2 separate regions of the Mus musculus genome follow, and region 1 is linked to region 2. A link is a contact called in public HiChIP or PLAC-seq data. All regions are on one chromosome and are shown on one strand. Each heading gives the region's core, a stretch centred on a gene start, on an enhancer-like site or on the middle of the called end of the contact. The rest is flanking DNA. Distances are from core to core; before and after follow the strand shown.

Region 1 (6,815 bases), core at 1,176-3,675, 530 kb after region 2:
TGTGTGTATGTGTGTGTGAGAGTGCATGCATGTGTGTGTGAGTTCATCTGTGTCAGTGTATGCTTATGGGTATAACTTAACTGTGCATGTGTAAGTGTGTTCATCTGTGTATGTGTGTGTGTGTGAGTTAGTTCATCTGTGTGTGAGAGTGTGTGAGCTCATCTGTGTGTGAGTTCATCTGTATGAGTGTGTGTATGTGTGTGTACAAATGAGTTCATCTGTGCATGTGTGTGTGTTTAAGTGTGTTCATCTGTGTGCGTGTGTGGATGGAAGCCAGACACTGACTTTAGAGCCTTTCTCTACTGTGCAACACTTTCTCACTGAACCTAGACATCACTGCTTTGGCTAAACTAGCTGGGCAGAGAGCTCTAAAGCTCTTCTTGTCTTCCATGTCTCAGCCCCAGCTCTGGGGTCACAGGCATGTGACCCAACAAGCCCAGCTTTTTATATGGGTGTGGAAGATCTGTAATCTGTGGAAGATCTGAACTCAGGTCCTTAAGCTAACATAGCAAACACTTTACCTGCTGAGCCATCTCCCCAGTCCCAAGAAGGATGTTCCTTGCATGGAACCATGACTCTCCAGAACCCCCACTCCCCGACCCGGAGACTTCCCCCAGGTCTCTCACTCTCATTCAGTGATCAGCTCCAACTCCATCTTGCCTCATCCTGTCCCTCCCACGCTGTGGGACACCCTACACCTCATTGCTGCTGCTGCTCTGCAGTGAGATCCTACTCCCTCCCTCCCTCAGTTCCAGCCTAGTGAAGACAACAGTAACCCGCACTGTGGCTCTCCTGGGTGACTAATTGGTTAATCCTGGGAAGGCCTTTGAAGCTGAAACACCAGTGTGTTACTCACAGGCTGGAGGCATGAACTTGCCCTAGGCCAGGTCTGAGTCAGCAGAGAGTGGCCTCCCACCTCCATACAGGCTGAGCCAGCCAGCCTAGGTCCTGCTCAAGGTCAAGGCTGTCCTACAGGAGAGCATGGCAATGTAAACCAAGGGAGATAGTGAGGTCTTAGTGGCCTGTGTGGGGTGGCTGTTCTGAGCCTGAGAACTGGGCCCTGTTGAAGATCACATAGCACTCAGTCCTCAGCTCATGCTTCCAAGATAGCACATGCAGCAACCTTGGTCAGGACAATATTTCCTGGTCATCGTTTGGAGAAATATTTTTTCCCACAGCAAATTCCTTAGGAGCCACAGCCTATCTCCTTGCGATCTCCTTAGGTGGGAGGGCAGTGCTGTCAGCCTAAGTCTTGGGAGAAAGATGTGGGCAACTTGTGGATTCCCTCGGCCTTCTCACACGCATCTCTCTTGTGAGGGTGGAGGTGATGGCTGAGACCGGGCCTCACTCTTAAAACCAGGCTGGCCCTTGAACTCACTGTGTAGCCTAAGCTAACCCTTTACAATTCATTTGCCTCAGCCTCCTAGCATGCCTGGCCATCCCATCTGCCTATGGGAGGAAGAAACTAGTCAAGTGTGATGGTAGGTACCTATCATCCCTGCATTCAGAAGGTGGAAGAAGAGAGATCAGGAGTTTAGTGATAGCCTGGGCTACATGAAACCAACCCTGTCTCAGAAAAGAAACAAAAGGCAGGCAAGCAGGCAGGTAGGAAGGGAAGGAGGGAAGGAGGGAGGGAGGGAGGGAGGGAGGGAGGGAGGGAGGGAGGGAGGGAGGGAGGGAGGGAGGGAGGGAGGGAGGGAGGGAGGGAGGCTGGTAGGCCAGTTTACAAACCAGAGGCCAGCCCTTGTGCTGATGCCCTTAACCCTTCCAGCAGGGTTTTGTCACCAGAGCTGGGAGGCAAGAACTGACAGCCTTTAAGATGCAACCCAGTGTCAGATTCCCCAACAATGGAGCAGCAGGTCCCCACACCCTGCCCCCCCACCCTCCTGTAGTGACCCCCATATGATCTGGCCCCCCAACCTCTGCCTTTCCTCTGCCCTCTCTGCCATTTCCTTCTTCCAGAAAACAACCTCCCTGGCCAGAAGGATTTCAGGCACTTCTGCTTTTGTTCTAAAGCCACCAGCTCTTATAATATTTTCTGCTCCTCTTCCCAGGGACTCTGAAACACACAGATGACAACACTTTAAAAACAAAGAGCCGAAGGCGGTGGCACATGTGTATCGCCCCAGCACTTGGGCGGCAGAGACAGGCGGATCTCTGCGAGTTCAAAGTCAGCCTGGTCTACAGAGTTAGATCGGGTCTCAAAAAAAAAAAAAAATTACATTAAAATTAAAACACAAAAATCTGAAGTAAAACCAGGAGGGACTGCTGTCAGCTTGGGGCAGGAAAGGGGAGAGCGGAGAGCTTGTGAGTGGAGGCCTGGATCTGGCCAAGGGGCAGGGCACAGCGGTAGACTGAGCAGAGAGCTTTCTGTTTGGCTTGGGTGGCTGCAGAGGTAGAAGTGGCCACTGGGAGAGAGCTGCTAAGATTTGCAAGACAAGAGCCTCTTTTCTCAATTCTCACACTGCCATCAAGTGGCCCAGTGAGCCAGTGCAGGATGTCTGTGCCAGCCTGAGCTACCTGGAGAGAAAAAAGGGTTGGGACTTTACCTAGGGACTCAGAAGCACCCCCAGCCTAGAGCTCTGAACTGTTCGGTAAATGCCAATCCCTGGCAATATAATCAGAGATGTATACATCCGGGCATGTGCACAGTGTCTAATCAATTCCATGCATTCAGGCAAGCAAACTCACAAGTGCTTGCTGGGAACATCAGCACACAAGGAGACATCTCTGTAAGAATCAGTACAAAAGCCACCGTCTCAGCTGGGCATGAGACAACACACCTATGATCCGAGTACAAAGAGGAATCTCTTCCTTTACTTTTATGTCATGGGTATTTTTTGAGTATGTATATCTGTGCACCATGACCGTGTACTCCTACTGCTCATGATGATAGGGAGAAGGCATCAGATCCCCTGAAACTGGAGTAACAGACAAGTGTGAGCTGTTGTATAGGTGCTGGAAATGGTTTCAGGTCCTCTGGAAAGGCAGCCAGCCCTTTCAAGTGCTGAGCCATCTCTCTGGTCCCATAGGTAGGAAGATGTTGGTCACAAGTTCAAGGCCAGCCTGAACCAGGTAACTCTGTCTCAAACTGAAAGGAATGGGATGAGATGATATCTCAGTGGGTGAATTCCTTGCTGCGCAAGCACGAGTTCAGGTCCCCAGAACCCATTTTGAGAAAGTGGGGGTGGGAGAGCATGGCATGGTGTTATGTGAACATCCTGGTGCTAAGGAGGCAGAGGACAAGAGGGGCTCCTGGGATGCCAGTGTAGCTGAACAGTGAGCTCCAGGCTTGGTGATATTCTAGAAAAATAAGGTGAAGAGGAACAGAAGACACTCAACATGGATCTCTGGCCTTCATATATACAAGGACACACATGCATGTACACAAGCACACCTGCACACAATACACACACACCACAGAAGACTTAGAACTCAGCAGTCCTATGTTTAGGTAACTGAGAGAGGAATGAGGAGGGAGGGGATGCCTAACGGTTCAAGTCCTGACGCTCTTGTATCTCTGAGGAGGTGGCCTCGCCTGAGGAAACAGGAAGCAGGGCAAGATCCAGGAGATCCAAAGTCAGCTCTGAGGCCTAAATATGCGACCCGGTAGGGCAGGACTTCAAGCCTCATTCCCTATGGTGGCCAGCTTTGATTGTCAACTTGGAACAACCTAGAATCATCTGGAAGGAGTCTCAGTGGGGGACTGTGTGCGTCGGGTTGTCCTGTTTGTGGGACATTGTCTTAATCTATGCAGGAAGACCCAGCCCACTGTGGGCGACACCATTCCTAGGCAGAGGTTCCTAAACTGTATACTAATAGAGAAACCTAGCAGGAACAAACAAGAAAGCAAGAATATATACATTTATTTCTCTCCATTCTTGACTGTGGGTGATATATGACTGGCTGTGTGAAGTTCTGGCGTTGATTTCTTACCAATGATGGGCTGTTACTTGGGGTCTGAAAACTAAATAAACCCTTTCTCCTCACTGCAACAGAAATGGCACCAGGATACTTCCTTTCCCACACACCTCTGTTCACCTCACATTTGCCTTTTTTGAACATTGGGTAGCATAACCACGTTTGGAGTGGGTTCCTACGGTCCCATGCTTTAGACACACTCCTGCCAGGCCTGCAGAGTCACTGTCATCAAGTCATGTAACTCAAGACCTGGGTCACTGTTGGCTGGACAGAAAGTGGATGAATGTCCTATAGAAAGAAGGCCATTCAAATCTCCCTCCTACAAAACAGAACTGTGTCAAATTTGGAGACAGTCAGTCTCTGCTAGGGTCTAAAGCTGTACATGTTAGCCAAGGACTGAGGAAGCAGAGAGGCAGCCAGCTGCTGCTGTTCACACCCATTCAGTCTCCCAGCACTCACCCCTGGCACCTCTTCCCTGTGACTTGTTCACAAGAGCCTCTTCTCTTGTTATAGTTTGATTTTTTTTTTCACAGTGGAGATCAGTCAGGGTCTTGTGCATGTTTAGCAAGTGCTCTACTACTGAGTTACATCTCTAGCACGAACTTGCGAGTGTGTGTGTGCGTGTGCATGTGCATGCACGTGTGCTGTGTGTGTCTGTGGTGTGCATGTGTGTGTGGTATGCATTGGCGTGTGTATGTGGTGTGCATGTGTGTATGTCGTGCTTATGTGTGTGTTGTGCATGTATGTTGTACATGTGTGTTTGTATGTGCATTCATGTGCACAGGTGTATATGTGTGTTTGTGTGCTTGCATGTGCAGGCCGGTAGACCACCTCAGTTTGTCCTGCAAACACTTTGTTCATTTGACAAAGTCTCCCGCTGCCCTGGAGCTACAGGGTACTACATAGTGTGGCCGGCCAGCCTCTGAGACTTTACCTTTCCAGCTTTGGGGAGGGTGAAGGGTTGAACTCAGGTCCTCATGCTTGAAAGACAAACATTTTAGCAACTGAGCTATCTCCACAGCCAGTCTCAGCCCTTGAGATGAGGCCTCACCAGGTTTCCCAGGTTGGTCTTTGAACTTGCGAATCCTTCTGCCTCGGCCTCTGAAGCAGCTGAGATACTGGCCTGAACCACCACACCCAGCTTCCAAGAATGAGTACCTCTGTTAAAAACTTCAAAACACTAGGCAAGCCAGGTGTAGTGGTATGTATGTATGCCTTTAATCTAAGCTTGACAGGGAGAGGCTGACAGATCTCCCTGTGTTCAAGGTCAGCCTGGTCTACACAGTGAGTTCCAGACCAGTCAGAGAGATACAAAATGGGACCTTGTCTCAAACTAACAAACAATACATTGGATAGATTGCCCTAAAGATTTTCCCAGTTCTAAGGCATAACATCTATCTGGCCCAGTGCAGCACACCTCATTTCCTGAGGCCACAGCCTATTTCCAAAAACATAGGGTACTTTCTAAAAAGACTGCAAGCTTATGAATTACAATGCTCAACATACAGCAGCATGAAAAGACTCAGCAAATATTGACACTGTTAGCTCTACCTTTTCAAACATTCTTTACAAACCATTCATTGTTCTCTGGGATGTCAGATTTAATCTGAAAAGCATTTTATAGTTTGTTTCTACCCGTACTACCCCTGCTGACTACAGCAATGGTTTTCATTGAATTCATTTGTTTGCACAAGGTGAACGAGGCTGGACAAAACCCTATCACAGAAGTGGGGATTCTAGGATGCTAACAGTTGCCGGGGTGGTGCTATAGCCACTAGTGAGGTTTTCACACTCCTGTAAATTGCCCCCTGATGACATACTGGGACACACAGAGACCATGGTAGTAGAAGGGGCTAGCTGAGGAGAGGGATGGGGCCAGGAGTCATAGGGGGACAAGACAGGGTGATGGGGCATGAATTTGATGTACTATGTATGTGTAGTAAAACGTCATAATATAACCTGCCATTATGAACAATTAATATATGCTAATAAAACATTAAACACGTGTCTGTCCTAAACTTTCCACCCAGGGACTTAGAGGTCTGTAAATGAGGGGCCGTGAGATGGCTCAGTGAGTGGGTAAAGGCAGCGGCTGCTAAAACTGATGGCCTAAGTTTTATGTCCGGAACCCAGAGTAGGAGAGAACTGACTCCAGAAAGCTGCCCTTTGACCTCCACACTTGTGCTATGGCATTTGCCCCTCCCCATCATGTACAAACCGGTAACATAAGTTTTTAACTGTAAATGGCTCATTAGTCTGTCCATTTATCTCATTTTCCCTCATCTCTGTGTTTACTCATGCATGTAGTGTTTGTGTGCATATATGTATGCGTATGTGTGTGTATGTGTGTGTGTGTGTGTATGTGAGTGTATGTGTGTGTATGTGTATGTGTGTGTATGTGTGTGTATGTGTGTGTATGTGTGTGTATGTATGTGTATGTGTGTGTATTTTGCTATATACCCAGGGCTGGCCCAAGACTAGACATGAGTGATTAAGCCTGGCTTCAATCTCTCTCCTCAGATGCTCAAGACTTAACAAAGAAATGGATAGTCCTGCCTGGTCTTGCTGGTGCTTTTGGGGAGCCGGAGAAAGGGAACTGGCCAGAAGCCACTGCTCCTACTAGGTCAGGGGTCACAGAGGATCACCAGGCATTGTCTCAGGTAGTTTCTGACACAACAGTAGTGGTCTCCATTAGCAAAAGGCATATCTATGCAACAGCAGAGAATTTATTTGAAAAGTGTGGTTTTTTTAAAAATTAGACTCAAAATAACTATCTTGTTTAGCTTTTTACTTTATTTTTATTGTTTCGAGACAAGGTCTCACTATGTAGCCCTGGCTGACCTGGAACAGTAGATCAAATTGTCCTTGAACTCACAGAGATCTCCTGCCTCTGC
Region 2 (6,269 bases), core at 2,460-4,959:
ATAGACGTGAAGGATAGGACCAAGGCTCCTCCTTGTGGAGGAGAAGACTTGCAAGAAGCGGGGTTATGGGGCAGCAGGGGCAGCAAATAAGACTTGTGTGGTTAAAATAATTGCTTCAGTCACCCAGTTACAGCTTATTGAAGATGGGAAGGGGCATCCGCAGTTCTAGTGACCTAGGTGGTGGACAGGTCCAAAATGTAAGGAAACATATCTTCTAATACTCTGGAGACCCTGGTCACTTCTGGTGTCACCAGGTGGTTGCTGCTGAGGTGTCTGTTTAAACATAGCTCTGCCGGTCCCCAACTCTGCTTACAATTAATTCTGTGAGTCCTGGGACAAAGGTTCTCACATGGTAGCCAAATGCTCAGACTGGGAGCCAGTGACAAGGCTGTGCATCCATGAGCAGAACCAATGTTGGAACTGTAGCTTGCCTAGACTTTAAAGTGGCCAGAGAAGAGAGGCTATCATCTGGTGCCCTGGATTGGGACGTTGTATCAAGAACCTGTGAATCCACAGGACAAACTTGACAGATGTGAGGAGAATCCAGTGTCGCACAGAAAATAGGCAGGGGATGCTTTCACACGGAATCCAGAACCCTCCAGTGTCTCAGTGTATGGAACATAAAGCCAGCGGATATCTTCCATACCACACTTGGCCTCCTTGAACTCTCAGGCTAGATGAGGACCCGGGCTCTGATCTTCTGACTGAAGGATCTTGAAAGCAAGATGGGAAAGCATCCACACACTTTGGAAGGCAACCTCACCTTCCAAAGGGCCTCCTACTAAAGCCTCAGAGAGCAGGGATCACACAGATCCACAGACCTCAAGACCAGTGCTAGGACCCCAGGAAGTCACTGTCTCTGGTACTTCCTGCCTGAGTGAACACACAGGGCTGAGCTGTCTGTCTCCACAGCTGAGGGCAGCCTCGCCTGCTCTTGTCTGGCTCCTCTAGTCTATCCCTGAATCTCTGCACAGCCCAGTTGAGATGGAAGCTCTTAACTGTTGATTGTTAACTGGTAATGAAGAACATGGGAGAGGCTGGAATCTGCCTTGCAAGTCTTCAGGAAAAAATAACCCAGTCTCCTTTGTTACTTCAGATGTCAGTCCACATACTTTCAGAATTATCATAAATCTGTCTCTTCTTCTCTTCTCTTCTCTTCTCTTCTCTTCTCTTCTCTTCTCTTCTCTTCTCTTCTCTTCTCTCCTCTCCTCTCCTCTCCTCTCCTCTCCTCTCCTCTCCTCTCCTCTCCTCTCCTCTCCTCTCCTCTCCTCTCCTCTCCTCTCCTCTCTCTCTCTCTCTCTCTCTTCTCTCCCTCTCCCTTTCTCCCTCCCTCCCTCTCCATTTCTCCCTCTCCATCCCTCTCCCTCCCTCTCTTTCTCCCTCTCTCTCCCTCTCCCCCCCCACCTTCCTTCTCTCCCTTCCTCTGGGTTTCCTTCATACCAGGATGCCATCAAATTCACAGGGTAACCCAGGATGACCCAGACATACCTCTATCCACACCTAAGAGCACGGCAGGCCCTAGATCACTCTGTGTTTTAGTTGCTTCTCTTGTTGCTGACAAAGGCAGTTTAAGGAAGGGAGAGTTGGCTGTGGTTCTCAGAGGGTTGGAGGGACACAGTACATCATGGTAGTGGAAGACAGAATGACAAGGCAGCTGTCCACACTACACCTGTAGTCAGGAAGCTGGTGCTCAGCTCACCTTCTCCTCACTCCATGGGGTGGTGCCACCCACTCACCTTACCTTCACTAACCCTGTACAAAGTCCCTCACAGACAGGTCTAGTGTTCCCAGGGTGAGAGTCTAAATCCCCTCAAGCTGGCAATGATGATTAGCCACACACCCTGGTGATGTTACCCATCTAAATGTTAAACCAGATTTGCTATCCAATAGCCTCTGTTTAGACTCTTCCGCCTCCAGCTGTGGGCCCTGGGGCAGATTCCTTAACCTCTCTGGGTCTTGCTTCTATAAAAGAGGGTGAGTGTCACTAACCCCCTGGTTTGAGCTTAAGCATAGGACATGCTCAATGTTGGCTCCTGAAGCTTAGTCGTCAGATGCTGCCACTAAGGTCAATATTGAAGGGTCTCCCCCTCTCCTAGCTCCCTGGGGGCTCTGTGAGCACTGCAGCTGCCTCTGCTTGGACTCTGCATGTGTTCTGGATGCCAGAACTCTTTCCCTTAGAGATTGCACCCCACAACCTGCAAGTGCTAAGAACAGCATAGAGGAGAGACCCAGGGAAGAAATGGCTAAGGAGAAGGGAGAGGGACCACACTTCTGGGTCAAGGTGTGATCTACAGTCCTCAAAGGACAGTGGTGTTGCCAGCCCCTAGGGCTAGTGTGTCAAAGTGAGGACAACTTCTGCTCCCACCACCGTGTGATCCCTGTTGTGAATTAAAAACACCAAGTCTGGGCCCTGTAAGGTACCTGTGGAAGATGGGAAGAGAACTCAGTAGTTCCCAGGTGCTGACTAGGTACTTAACCTCAGGCCTTGTCATGACTGAAGAACCTGTCCTCAGAATATAATCACCAACCTGTCAAGGCTCAGTGGCCAGCCCTGGATGCAGCCTGAGACAAAGCCAAACCACCACCCTGGCTACCCGTGCCTCAGCAGTTTGGTTCTGCTCGGATAGGTGTCCTGTAAGCTCCAGCCCTTCTCGCTCCATGAGTCTATCTGGAAGAACCCATGAATGGAACATTCTACCTCTTAAAGCACTTACACCTCCTTCCAAGTCCTTATAATGTCTCCTCCCTCCATGACCTGACAATGTTTTTCTCCCTCTCATAGATCGTGGCCGCCATCCTTGCCATCGCTGGCATTGTCATGATGACCTATGCCGATGGCTTCCACAGTCACTCAGTCATTGGCATAGCCCTGGTGGTGGGCTCTGCTTCCATGTCAGCCCTTTACAAGGTAGGCACAATGAATGCACCTTCCCCGCAGGTTTGGGCATAGCAGAGCTCTGGGACTCACAGCCTGTCACTTCAGACATTCAGGATGGTGTGTGAGCTTCTAAAAAGAGTATATATTTCCAGTATGCATGAAGAGACAGACAGCACCAGAGCAGGGTCCAAGCAGGCAGCTGAGAAAGACGGGACCCCTGGACCCATCCATGCTTGTGCCTGATGGGACATGGAGACTGGATTATGTGTATGTCTTTGTCATATAACTCCGTGGCTGTGTGATTTGGGGAGCACCAAGCACTATGAGTCCATGACGGTTCAAACACTACTTGTGAAATAAACACGCAAAAGTATCTTTGGCAAGCGCTCGGCAGAGTGGCTTATGTCTTCCATGCCATCACTCACGGAGGCAGGAGCATTGCCACAAGCTTGTCTTGAGCCTTTGCCTCAGAAAAGAAAAAACAAAGTTTTGACAAATATTAGACGTCGTTGGAAAGTACTCCCTAAGTGCCAGTCTAAAGACAACAAATGACTGTTGCATAGCAGGGTGCCCTGCCCTTACACCAATTCTGTCAGGCTCCATGCCATCATTTCCTAGCTACTGTCTCTCCCTCTCCTCTCTTTTCCTCTTCTCTAGGTCCTCTCTCTCCTCCTTAGATAGAGAATAGAAGATGGAGACATTTCCAGGGCTACAAAATGTCCACACACACACACACACACACACACACACACACACACACACACACACAGCCAATGATCACTTCCTCTAGCTAGGCTCCACCCACCCCCAGGGATCACTTCCTCTAACTAGGCTCCACCCCTGGGTAGCACTTCCTCCAGCTAGGCCCCACCCATTCCCAGGGATCTCTGCCTCTAACTAGGCTCCTCCTCGTAAAGCTTCCAGCTGGGGACCACAAGTTTAAACACACAAGCCTGCGGGGGACACGTCACCTTTAAACCACAGCACCTGTCTAGAGGGACTACCTAGACAGTCATTTTCCCGATTGCCTGCATATATGTGGGGAGCATACCAGGCAAAGGAACCAGGAAGACTAGACGGACAGCCACTTGACTGGGCTCCTTATTCACAAAACAAGTTGGATAGGGCCCACTGTGATGCCTGAGTCCAGCTTCTGGCCACACAGTCACATCTGTCCTCTGTCTCCAGCCCTTTGAATATCAAAAATGATGTGCAAACAAGACTACTGCAGGAGGATTGAGTCTAGTGCAGTTCATTAAGGCCTGTGCCATTTCTACAAAGGGAGGTAAGATGGAGCAGAGACTAGCAAAGTCCCTCAATTTTGTTTCAGAGAAAACATCTTTGCAGATAAAGGCCTCTTTTTTTTTTTTGGGTGGGGGGAGGAGGGGATGGCTGTTTGATGTGCTGCTCACAGGTAAAACTGCTTGCCCTGCAAGCATGGGGTCCGGAGTTCAGAATCCCAGTCCTCTTTAAGTGCTAACTGGGCATAGCAACCCATCTATGATCCCAGTACATGGAAGACAGCGATGAGAGACCCTACAAAGAAGCTGTCTAACTAAACCACCCAGATAGACAAGCTCTGGGTTCAAATAGAGACCCTGTCCCAATATATAAATCCAGGAAATTAATCCAGGAAGACACCAGAGGTCAATCTCTAAGCCTCAGACCCTCAGGGACACACACACACACACACACACACACACACACACACACAGAGAGAGAGAGAGAGAGAGAGAGAGAGAGAGAGAGAGAGAGAGTGAGAGAGTGTAAGAGTATTGTCCTGGGTCAGGATCCATTTGGAGGCTCCAGAGAGGCTGTGCAATTGTGGCTGGCAGACAGTTCTCTGCATTCTAAGCATGGTGCGCATAACATATAACAGCCGCGTGCAGTATGCAGGTCTATGACTCCTGAAGACAAGGTTTGTGAGGACAGACATAGTTCAGCCTGAACTGCTGCTACATAGCATGTGGACTGTGAAACTCCATCAAGCCTCATCAGGCTTCACTGACAGACGAGGCAGGTAAAACCCGGTGGAACGATGGTGCCCACCGTGCTGGCAGCCCCCAGATTTCCACATAGATGGATCTGGGTTTATCCTCACGGCCTTCTCTCTCTCTCTCTCTCTCTCTCTCTCTCTCTCTCTCTCTCTCTCTCTCAGGTTCTGTTCAAGCTGCTGCTGGGCAGCGCCAAGTTCGGAGAAGCGGCCTTATTCCTGTCCATCTTGGGTGTGTTCAACATCCTCTTCATCACCTGCATCCCCGTCATCCTCTATTTCACCAGGGTGGAGTACTGGAACTCCTTCGACGACATTCCATGGGGAAACCTCTGTGGGTTTTCCATTCTCTTATTGAGTAAGTAGCAGCTTCCTGGGCAGAAGCCCCAGCAGATAACAACAGACACAGAAGGAAAAGCCTGTGCTCCCTTGCTGTCCTGCAGTTCTCCCTCTTTTTCAAAGTCCTTGCGACTTCTTAAAAGAACAATATTTAAGGGGTTTTTTAAATATATATTTTCTTGGGGGGTGGCCTTAGAAGGTAGGGCATGTAAAAAGATGTATGCATTTCATTGTAAGCGTGTGAGTGTATACTTACACTTACGAGTTTTGCCTGCATGGATGCGCACCATGTGATGCCTGTGGAGGTCTGAAGAAAGATCTCAGATCCCCTAGGACTGGAGTGACAGATGGTTGTGAGCCACAGTGTGGGTGCTGGAAACCAGACCTGGTGTCCTCTGTGAGAACAGCAAGTGCTCTTAAGCCCCGAGCCATCTCTCTATCCCTTATTTTTATTTTTGTTTACATGTGCATGTGGGTGAGGGAGTGAGTACACGCAGGTGTCCACAGAGGCCAGAACAGGGTGTCTGTCAGATGTCCTGGAGCTGGAGTTACTAAGCAGACTGTGAGCTGTCTGATGTAGGTGCTGGGAATTGAACCCTGGTCCTCTGAGAGAACAACTGGTACTCTTAACTGCTGAGCCATCTCCTTGGACTTTAGGAGGGGCTTTGCAGAACTGTGGTCATTGTCGTGGCAGTTGTCATATCAGCTGTCACTGCTGCTCTGAATAGCATAGTGGCAGCTGGGGATAGGTAATGTCTCTGTTCTTCCACAGTAATTAATTACCATTCTCATTAGCATTTCACTGCTAGGTAAAGGCTGCTGCTGGGGAGAAAAGTGACAGAGACCCTCAGGAGTTCATTCTAGTTTCATTTTGCTGCTGTGACAGACGGCCGGACAGACGGCCGTGGCAGCCAAAAGCACCTTAGAGGAGGAAAGGGATTCATCTGGCTACACTTCCAGGTCACAGTCTAACACTAAGGGGAATCAGAGCAGAAACTCACACAGGAGCTTGAAGCAGAAACCGTGGAGGAACACAGCTTGCTGGCTTTATAGCTCAGT

Evidence for each region. HiChIP or PLAC-seq counts read pairs in DNA pulled down with a chosen protein or histone mark.
Region 1: a CTCF HiChIP or PLAC-seq map of pro-B cells shows a contact between it and region 2, with 7 times the contacts expected there. The contact joins two enhancer-like sites. A contact is called at or near these places in 2 of 15 datasets of contacts at CTCF or cohesin (large pre-B cells and pro-B cells), 2 of 484 Hi-C or Micro-C datasets (the HPC-7 cell line and embryonic fibroblasts) and 1 of 115 datasets of contacts at active chromatin or transcription factors (embryonic stem cells).

What each region holds. Positions count from the first base shown.
Region 1 is chr8:126,918,611-126,925,425 of GRCm38.p6, forward strand. No RefSeq gene overlaps it. Among named protein-coding and RNA genes, the nearest start is that of Gm31718, 14 kb to the left of the region's middle. Within about 2 kb of position 2,426, at least 154 of the 459 cell types and tissues checked have an H3K27ac peak or open chromatin away from gene starts, as enhancers often do. A contact at or near this core is called in pro-B cells, where this site is marked.
Region 2 is chr8:126,384,047-126,390,315 of GRCm38.p6, forward strand. Slc35f3 (solute carrier family 35, member F3) reads left to right here. Exons shown (of 8, transcript NM_001363500.1): 5 at 2,783-2,908; 6 at 5,037-5,229. Among named protein-coding and RNA genes, the nearest start is that of Gm51604, 35 kb to the right of the region's middle. Within about 2 kb of position 3,710, at least 8 of the 459 cell types and tissues checked have an H3K27ac peak or open chromatin away from gene starts, as enhancers often do. A contact at or near this core is called in pro-B cells, where this site is marked.